Linked DNA regions of Mus musculus: region 2 is linked to region 1. A link is a contact called in public HiChIP or PLAC-seq data. All regions are on one chromosome and are shown on one strand. Each heading gives the region's core, a stretch centred on a gene start, on an enhancer-like site or on the middle of the called end of the contact. The rest is flanking DNA. Distances are from core to core; before and after follow the strand shown. Region 1 has its middle 9.3 kb from the start of Gm39683. Region 2 has its middle 36 kb from the start of Gm30568.

Region 1 (4,656 bases), core at 539-3,038:
GTGTGTGTGTGTGTGTTTTGAGACAGTCTCACAGAAAGCTCAGGTCCTTTAGTCACAGCCTCTAAAATTCTGGGGTTACAGGTGTGAACTACTAGGCCCAGTTTGTCACAATGTTTTTTTTTTTACATTACCACCACATTTTAGAAGGTCTCTACTAGTTTATGCTGAGGATATGATGAAATTTATTTAACGTGTGCCCTCTCATTGGACATTTAGGTTCATTACATTTGTGTACTGTTGCTAATTTTAGAAAGGTTATGGGTAGACTTGCCTAGAGATGGAATTGTCCTCCTACAGGAGCCTGCAGAAGTAACACAGACACAGCTTGTCACAAATACAGCACAGTTCACTCCCAAGGGCTCCTAAAGAATTCATAAACAACTGGAATTATCTGCTTTGCTTTGGTGTCCCACACAGCTGTCAAGGATAGCGCATTCAAAGGACCAGCTAAGCAGCAGCGGACCAAGGAAATGGAATGCTAGTTATTTTCAACATGTTCAGAATGTCATATGTCAGTGTGTGTGTGTGTACATGAGTGTAGGTATATGTGTAGGTGTGTATATATCTGTGTGTCTGTGTAGGGGTGTGTGTGTACGCGGGTGTGCATGTGTGTGTGTATGTAGGTGCGTATGTGTATGTGGGGGGCATGTCTGCCGTGACACATGTCTGGAGGCCAGAGCACAATTTTCTGGACTTTGTTCTCTCCTCACCGTTGAGAGGATCCGGGGATTGAACTCAGATCCTCAGGTCTGCGTCCTCACCCACTGAGCCATCTTACTGGCCCTCTCTTTTCCCTTTGTTGCATTTTACATCTAATTTTGTTTTTGATCTGTGGAAGAAATCCATTACAGGTTTCTCTAGCGTACAAAGGAATAGTATGTACAAGCGAATTTCCGCCTTGAACTCATTTCCGTCGCCGTTACACACAGTGTTTCTGTGTCCCTCTTCAGAGCTGAGTGGACCTCATTCAGGATCATGTCCTAAATTCTGCTGGGTGTGATGTGATGTGATCCTCTGACTCCAGTGCCAAGAAGGAGGGCAGCTCTCTCCACCTCAGGTTATAAAATGCGCCAAACAATGATGTAATGGCACAGAAATAAATATGGGATTCTCAATGAAACGCTAAGCACCGGAGAAACTCACACAGAAACTGAAAACAGTTTTGAAACCTTTCAGTCCTACCTTCCTCCACTCACAAACACAGACAGGCAATTCACAAGTAAACTCAAATTTTTCAACAGCCGATGGTTTGTAGCCATGAAAGAAAAAAAAAAAAAAAAAAACAACCACCCACAAGTCAAACACTGCCTACAGAGCCTTTCCTTGTCCTTGTCAGAGCTCAAAGAAGGTCCTCCAGCAACACAAACCTCTGAGGTTGAGGGCTGCAGGGACCAGGGCGGTCCAGGACAGAGTTCCTTTCATGAAGCAGAGTGAAGACTGAGTTTATTCATGGGATTTGGGGGTGGTTGAACTTCGTGCTCTCCAGGGCCCCATCTGCAGTCCTGGAAGAGGCTGGGCCCTGAGGGCTTACTCACCCTCTGGAGAGCAATATGGGGTGTGGTTGTGAACCCCAGCATCCGCTATGGGAGGTGCTCAGATGGGAGCTCTGATCCTGGGTCTCTGTGGCTGCTCCAACATTTGTCACTTGTGTCTGAGCTGATGCCAACTTTCAAGGACCCCAGACCAGCAGGAGCTAGACACCAAATCCAGTCTCGCTATAACCTTTATGCCACTCTCTCATGAAACAAACACCCAGGTCCCAGCTACACGGTGCCAGCAGAGGAGAGGCTAGGAGAGCCTGCCAGGTGGGAATGGGGCAGGCAGGGCGTCTGGGAGGAGGCATCTTCTTAGAGAGAGGGAAGTGCTCTCCAGTGACATTTTAATTTATGTCCTGCGTGTACGACTGAGAACATGCCAGTTTCCACATAACTCCATCTCTCATCAACTAAAATGTTCCTCTTTTTCTTTTTCTGCTATGTATGAGGGGGGCATGTTCCTGTGTGTTTGTGTAGAGGGCAGAGGTTAATGTTGGGCGTCTGTATCTCTCTACCTTAGTTTCTGAGACAGTCTCTCACAGGACACGGAGTTCAGCGATTGGCTAGTCTGACCAGTGAGTCCTGATATCTGCCTGTCTCTGTTCCCCATGCTAAGCTTTTTAGGTTGGTGTGGGGGATCTGAACTCAGGTCCTCATGCTGGCATTTTGCCCATGCAGCCATTTCCCCAGCCTCTGCTCTTATTTTCTTATCCTGTGGGGTCAGAGGTGACACACATATAGAGCTGTGACAGATATCAGGATCCTCTCAGTAGGTGTTGTGTATACAAAGTGTGGCATCCACACTGCAGTACCAGAGTGCTACTCTGTCTTAGTCAGGGTTTCTATTTCTGCACAAACATCATGACCAAGAAGCAAGTTGGGGAGGAAAGGGTTTATTTGGCTTACACTTCCATGTTGCTGTTCATCACCAAAGGAAGTCAGGACTGGAACTCAAGCAGGTCAGAAAGCAGGAGCTGATGCAGAAGCCATGGAGGGATGTTCTTTACTGGCTTGCTCAGCCTGCTCTCTTATAGAACCAAGACTACCAGCCCAGAGATGGTCCCACCCACAAGGGGCCTTTCCCCCTTGATCACTAATTAAGAAAATGCCTTACAGTTGGATCTTATGGAGGCATTTCCTCAACTGAAGCTCCTTTCTCTGTGATAACTCCAGCTGTGTCAAGTTGACACAAAACTAGCCAGTACACACTCTAACAGCCCTTCTGTGTTTATTGAGCACCTACAGAGAGCAGGTCACAGGCTCTGGGTCCTTGTTCTTGGGACTCACAAGGCAGTAGGAGCCTGGTAGTAGGCTACTTCAGATGACAGTATTTTAAAATAAGAGTATCCTCTGTGGTGTTTTCATTTGCTAGATCTGGTAAGTCTACCCAGGACACCATTAAGAATACAAAGTATGGAGTTCATAACTAGGGACTCTTGTCGTTTCTTCCTTTCTGACTCTTTCCAGGCCTTCAAGATGTTGAAGTAAGGACATGGGGTGGGTCCCCTGGAGTGACATTCTGGAGTTCCCTGGGTCAACTCTGCTGACATTACAGGAACCAAAAATTCGTATGTCATCTCTGTGAAGGGAATCAAGGGCCAGCTGAACACTTCCTGCTGCTGGTGTGGGCACAGTTAAGAAAGGCAAACAAGAACTAAGAAAAAAATGGTTCACCCAGCAGGAGTCATGTGACAATGAAAGTCATACAGAAGAGAAGATAGGGTGTTGCTTTATTTTGAAAGATAACGCAGGGGTCAGAGTATACAATAAAGAGGAGATAAAAGGTTCTGCTATCTCAGGTCAGTTATAAAGGAGTCTGCAGGCCTGTGGCCCAGAATTTTATCCAATGCAGGCAGCATTGCATGATTCTCCAGTGTATTTGTAAAATATATTAATTAAAAAGTATTTTCTCAACAAACAAAACACACACGCACACACACACACACACACACACACACACAGTATGAGCTAAAGATGTACTTCAGTTAGTTAGAAAAATATTTGTTGCCGGGCGTGGTGGCTCACGCCTTTGATCCCAGCACTTGGGAGGCAGGATCAGGTGGATTTCTGAGTTCGAGGCCAGCCTGGTCTACAGAGTGAGTTCCAGGACAGCCAGGGCTACACAGAGAAACCATGTCTCGGAAAACCAAACCAAACCAAACCAAACCAAACCAAACAAAAAAAAGAATATTTGTCTAACACATGGGAAACCCTGGGTGGTTTTTTTTTTTAAAGATTCATTTAAAGATTCATTTTTAAAGATTCATGACAGTGAAAGTGTACTCACACTTTCACTGTCATCAGACACACCAGAAGAGGGCATCGGATCCCATTACAGATGGTTGTGAGCCACCATATGGTTGCTGAGAATTGAACTCAGGATGTCTGGAAGAGCAGTCAGTGCTCTTAACCGCTGAGCCATCTCTCCAGCCTGAAACTCTGGGTTCTAGACCAACACTGCATGAACTGGGCATTAAGGGCATGGTGGTCCTGCAGTCCTGCCCTCAGGAGAGTGACAGCCCCAGTGACACCCCCCCCCCACTCCACCACCTAGTGCCTGTCTTGTCACTCATGGCTGCTTCTGCATTTCTGTGGTCTCAGCAGCCTGTCCCCAGGACAATGGAAGCTCCTGAAGAGTCCTCCATCACTGACTGTCTTGGTTTCTAACAAGGATGCTGGCTGCTTATTAGACAAACAGTTGCTGCTGGGACCCATGGAAGGAGGGTGGGATGGTGAGGGAAGGCTTCTCAGAGGATGCCGCATTGGAGTAGGACCTCAGAGAAAACCAGTACTGAAGACAGAGCAGAGGGAAGGAGACTCCAGGCTCCCCGGGCTGTGGTGGGAGGGAAGAGCAGAGGGCCATGCTCATGGAGTTGCCAGGATATGTCTGGGAAGGCTTGGGAAGGTGGCAGGAGCTTGACAATGCAGGGTTCCCTGTACCTTCCCTGGGGATGGGGGAGAGAGAGAGGCAAGGAACGTCTTGGGGAAGGTGAAGGGTGAGGCACAGCAGGGAAAACAGACTGGGAGCTCCCCAGGCAGCCGTAGGGACAGCGCTCCAGGCAAGGAAAGCTGAGGCTCATGTGAACTGAAGTGTCCAAGGTCTCTCAAAGCTGACTGACCG
Region 2 (4,807 bases), core at 1,983-4,482, 310 kb after region 1:
TGGGATTCAACCAGCTTTGGCAACTCCTTCTGGAACCAGACTTGGAAGTAAGTCTCTTTCTTAGGTTTTTGTTTGTTTGTTTGTTTTGGATTTGGTGGCTTCTGCATTTATGCTTCGTGAGAGCCTTTGTATTAAATTTGGCGACACAGCTGTGGATAAGGTCTGGGCTGTGCCCGTTGTGGGGGAAGGGGAAGCTGGCATCTGCTGAACCCTGACTGTGAACGCGCTCACTGAATAGGATTCTGGGGAGCCCCTTCTCTCTTTCCACCTTTATGTGGGTTCCAGGGATCAAACTCAGGTCAGCAGGCTTGCCCAGCAGGCACCCTTCCCCATGGAGTCATCTCATTGGTCCCAAACAAGACTCTTGTTCATTCTTCACTTAACAACAACAGCCCTGTTCCATGATCTATGCTGTTTCTTCAGAGAGATGAGGAAAAGGAAGATCAGAGAGACGAGTATCCAGTCCAAGTAAATGCAAAACAAGGATAGAAAACAATCTGTCTGATGTCTCTCTGCCGTACATAGTTTAAGGAGTGAGCCACGGAAGCACATGATAAAACCAAGACACAACCGCTTCAGAAAATCAAAACAAAGGGATGGATTTAGGCCTCCGTGGTGCTCGGCAGGGGCAGAGTTAGAGGTTATAGTTGGGTCTTTCCTCTCCAGTGGGCAGCTGCTCACCTGTCTAGGTTAAGGGGGTAAAAAACCAACCCTAAATGATTTCCCTGTGTACTGCCTACAGAAGACCCTGGGGAGACCCAGATATTTGCTAGCTGGGAGCTGGTTAAGATCAGGAGGCGATTCCTAAAGAGCTAGTGGGAAGTTGAAAGCAGCAGGTAAAACAGGCTTCCTGGATTGAAGTAGCAACTGGAGAAGAGCAGAGTTTTATACAAGTGCCTGGAAATACTAAGGGTGGACAGGCTACCTTAGTCTTTCAGTGTTGAAATCTTACAAAAGGTCTAATTGGCTGATTTGGAGGCTGAAGGCAGCAGATATGTTTGGCCTACTGGGAAAGGCTCCTTCGGTAGGTATGAGAGCACCAAGCAAAAATGAGAGATTGCTGGACCAGATGAAATGCCAGAGGCAACACAGAGTGGCCAGTCTTGCTCTCACACACCACACCACTCTATAAGAACCCATTTTGTGAGAGATGTGTTAATCTCTTCTGAGTGCAGAGCCTCCAGTAACCCAAATATCCCCCATTAGACTTTACTTCTTAATGGTTCCAGTGCTTGGAGACCAAGTTTCTAATATATGACCCAACTAGGAAACCTTCAAACACTTTACAACCTGTAATGGGTATTTTAGGAATTATGGTATCAGACATCCTATATGTCCTTGCACCATGGAAAATTGATGTGTTAGAGTAATTCTTAGAATAAACATAAATCTCACTGAAAGACGGGCCTAGAGAAACTTGGAAGCACTGTCACCAGACAAGGGGGCCGGAGAACTTGGTTAAGTTTGGGCAGGTTATGAACCCAAGTTTTAAATATACCTGAGAAAGAGCCACAGAGTTGGCCAGACAGCACCGTGTAATGTCAGTCCATGAACCCTTCATTCAAACAGAGAGTGGTTTCTCCCATATTAATTAGTCCATTTTGTGTCCCTTTAAAGAGATGCCTGGGGCTTATTAACTTAATAGATAAAGAAGCTTATTGTGTTCATGATTCTGGTGGCTGCTGGGTCCACACAGCACCGTGCTGGTGTTCTGGCATGTAGCACAACTCAACAGAGGAAAGGAAATGAAAAGAAAAGTACTGTAGGCAGATGGTATCAACAACATGGCATACATAACCTCAATGAACAACATTCTGGTGGCCCAAGAACTAGCCCACTCTTCAAGAACAATGAATCCTGCCTTAGGACACTGCTCCAGGACCTAACTGCCTTCCGATAAGCTTGCCTCTTAAAGACCCCACTCTCTCTGTGATGATCAATCTTCATTGTCGGTTTGACAGATTTTGGAATCACCTCAAAGGCAAACATGCTGGTAGGAGTGAGTGAGTCTCCAGAGATGTTCATCCAAGGGGGGGAAAACCCACCCCAACAGTGGACAGCATCATCCTGTAGGAGTAAAGGGGGGTGCGGTCTTAGTACTCCTCCTTCCCTGCTGTCTGAGTCTGTGACAGTGGACCCAATGTGACAAGCTGCCTCACTCCCTGGCCACCATGCCTCTCCTGCCAGGATCGATTTGTATCCTCAAACCATGAACCAAAATAAACCCTTCCTTCTTATGTGGCTTTTGTTCTGTATTTTGTCACAGCAACTGAACTAAGCAACTAACCTTCGAATACTGCTACATGGTGGGGCAAACTTTGTAGCACGCACCTTTGCAGAACACAAGCTGGGGCATGCTGGGAGCTCTCCTGGAACTGACTGGGCTGCTAAGGCTGGTGTCACCACCCCTCTTTGCCTTGTATTCACTTCCAAGTGAGGCTCCCTGTGTGGTGACTGCAGGCTGGAGAGATCATGGCATGGGTCCGTGAGTTTTCAATTTAAACTCTCCGACGATTCAACAAAACCTTGAAACTTCAACAAAACCACATTGAAACTTCTCATACACAAAAAATCTCATCTACCTCAACACTTCTCATAGATAAAACAGAGAAGCCAGCATCCCTTTCCTCTTTGAGGATCTCCTGTTAAGTACACAGTTAAACATCCCTGGCATAGCTAGAAGAGCCCTGTTAAATTATTTAAAGCCAGAGCACCCAGGTTTTAACCCCAGCTCTGCCCCTTGGAAAGAGGTAGGCTTTTGAGAAGCCATGTAACGTGTAACCTACTTCTTTTTCTTCTGTGAAATGAAGACCCTAATTTTTGTCTAGTAAATAAATTATTGTGAGCATGAGGGGCAGCCATGAGAGCGAAGGTAGCCCTACAATACCATATAAGCGGGAAGTGTTGCTTCCCCCAGCATCTCTACATTTTTGTATCTGCGTGACATCTATTCATCCATGGTCTAGGGGGACAAAATCGTATGTTTTAGAACGCAAATGACTGATCTACTTGCTTTAATAGTTTACAAGAAGAAAAAAAATTCTTTAAAAATTTTTTTTAATGAAGTGGTGGTCTTCTATAGAGCCTAGGCTGGCCTCAAACTCACTATGTAGCCAATGATCACCCTTCTGCTTCTACCTCCCTTGTGCTAGGACTAACAGCATGAGCCACCACCCTTTCCATAAGGCACTTTTCACACTGACTGTTTTGATGCTATGCTGGCACTGAGTCATGGCTTTGTGCAAGCAAAGCAAGCACTCTCTGAACTGAGCCACATCCCCAGCCTGGCCATAGCCCGGCCCCTCCGAGGCATGTTTTCTTCTCCACTTTAACAGGGAAGAGTGAGCACCTCCTCTACTTTTCCAGACACACTGCACGTGGTGGAAATGCCACTCTGTTCTCTAGGTGGAGCCTGGGGAACTTATTTCCTGTAGTTGTCCTGCTGGTCAACATCTGATGCCATGCTTTACACAGAGAGGAAACAGCCTGAAACTGTGACAACACATTTGCTCCAGTACCTTCTTCTAGGCTCCCTATCTGCAAAGCCAGAAAGCTTCCTAGCGAGGGTCAGTGTGGACAATGCCCTCTGGCTAGGGTTTGCCATAGAAGCTCTACCTCCAGCTCTCAAGGTAACAGCTGCTGAGACTGTGCGGTTGATCTGGAGGGTGGGTTTAGCAAATCCTTGTGCTCTTATGATCCTAACTCAGGGTGGGATATGGAACTGCCAAAAATGGCTTGAGTTGTATCTCCATGTTCCTTGCTGTCTATAAAACAATATAGTGATGATATGGTGTTAAGTCAGAGGCACGATTTTCTAGGTAGGAACTAAACTGGTGGTCTGTGATTTCTGTCAGAAGGATTCCAGGGACATGGGTCAGCAGCTCTTCCCTTGGAGAAGGTGGGCCTCTTGAGGGGCCAAGGACTTGACTGAGCCCTATGGACAGGGTAGGGACAGGGCTCCTAGTGGGGTCAACAACTCTGCACAGCAAGCACACAGGCCGATAGAACTTATCTCAGGGCTTCCTCTTTCTCCACTGGTTCTGGCATTCCCCCATCCCCAGGCCACTTTTTAGTGGACCATTGAGATTCTAGAACTATGCAGCTCATGGTGCTGAGCCTTAGCATCTTGTTTTGACAGTGCAATGAGGAGAAAGAACAAAGGAGGTGGAAAGCAGAGAGCAACAACTCTGGACCTAATGTTCCTGGCAGCTAGGCCCACCTTTGTTGCCAGAGGGGCACTTGGGGCTTTACTGCTTGGCCTCTTCCCACGGCTCAGATCTGTTCCTTGATGTTCCTCTAAAGCGCTGTAATTCCTCTGGCCCAGACATCAAGACTCTGGCCATCTTCCAGGAAGTGGTGTGCAGAAGATGCTTCTCTGCTTCTTGTATGGTCTTCGTGCCTACAGCCCAACCCCTTTAAATCTTAGAGCTCCACACTCAGCCTGGTGCTCCTAGACACCCCCATGGCAGGGCTTGGTCTCCTCCAATGAATGAGCCCCAGTGCAGCATCCTGGGGCTGGATTCACATGCTTTCAAACTGAAGACCAATAACAGGCATAAGATGTGTTTCATGTCCCCGTGTGGCATTTAATTCTGGCCCCTGGCTATGCACCAGCAAGAGGTCAGTGGGTGGGATAATTGAAATCTCATGATGGTTGGTTTTAACTTCCTTCCCCACCACATCTTTTACTAGAGTACTCCCTCCCCCATTTTTTTCTGCTTTCATTTTCCTTATTCAACCTCTGTTTAGAGAACTAATGAGCCATAACAAGAACAAAAGGCTAGCAGTCAGAAGGGTCGGGGCAAAC

Evidence for each region. HiChIP or PLAC-seq counts read pairs in DNA pulled down with a chosen protein or histone mark.
Region 2: a contact with region 1 is called in an HNF4G HiChIP or PLAC-seq map of pancreatic cancer cells. The contact joins two enhancer-like sites. A contact is called at or near these places in 3 of 39 promoter capture datasets (cranial neural crest, liver and pre-B cells), 1 of 15 datasets of contacts at CTCF or cohesin (the NIH/3T3 cell line), 1 of 484 Hi-C or Micro-C datasets (the G1E-ER4 cell line) and 5 of 115 datasets of contacts at active chromatin or transcription factors (the HPC-7 cell line, bone marrow-derived macrophages, embryonic basal ganglia and 2 more).

What each region holds. Positions count from the first base shown.
Region 1 is chr1:156,732,748-156,737,403 of GRCm38.p6, forward strand. No RefSeq gene overlaps it. Among named protein-coding and RNA genes, the nearest start is that of Gm39683, 9.3 kb to the right of the region's middle. Within about 2 kb of position 1,789, at least 36 of the 459 cell types and tissues checked have an H3K27ac peak or open chromatin away from gene starts, as enhancers often do. A contact at or near this core is called in the HPC-7 cell line and pancreatic cancer cells, where this site is marked.
Region 2 is chr1:157,043,614-157,048,420 of GRCm38.p6, forward strand. No RefSeq gene overlaps it. Among named protein-coding and RNA genes, the nearest start is that of Gm30568, 36 kb to the right of the region's middle. Within about 2 kb of position 3,233, at least 33 of the 459 cell types and tissues checked have an H3K27ac peak or open chromatin away from gene starts, as enhancers often do. A contact at or near this core is called in the HPC-7 cell line and pancreatic cancer cells, where this site is marked.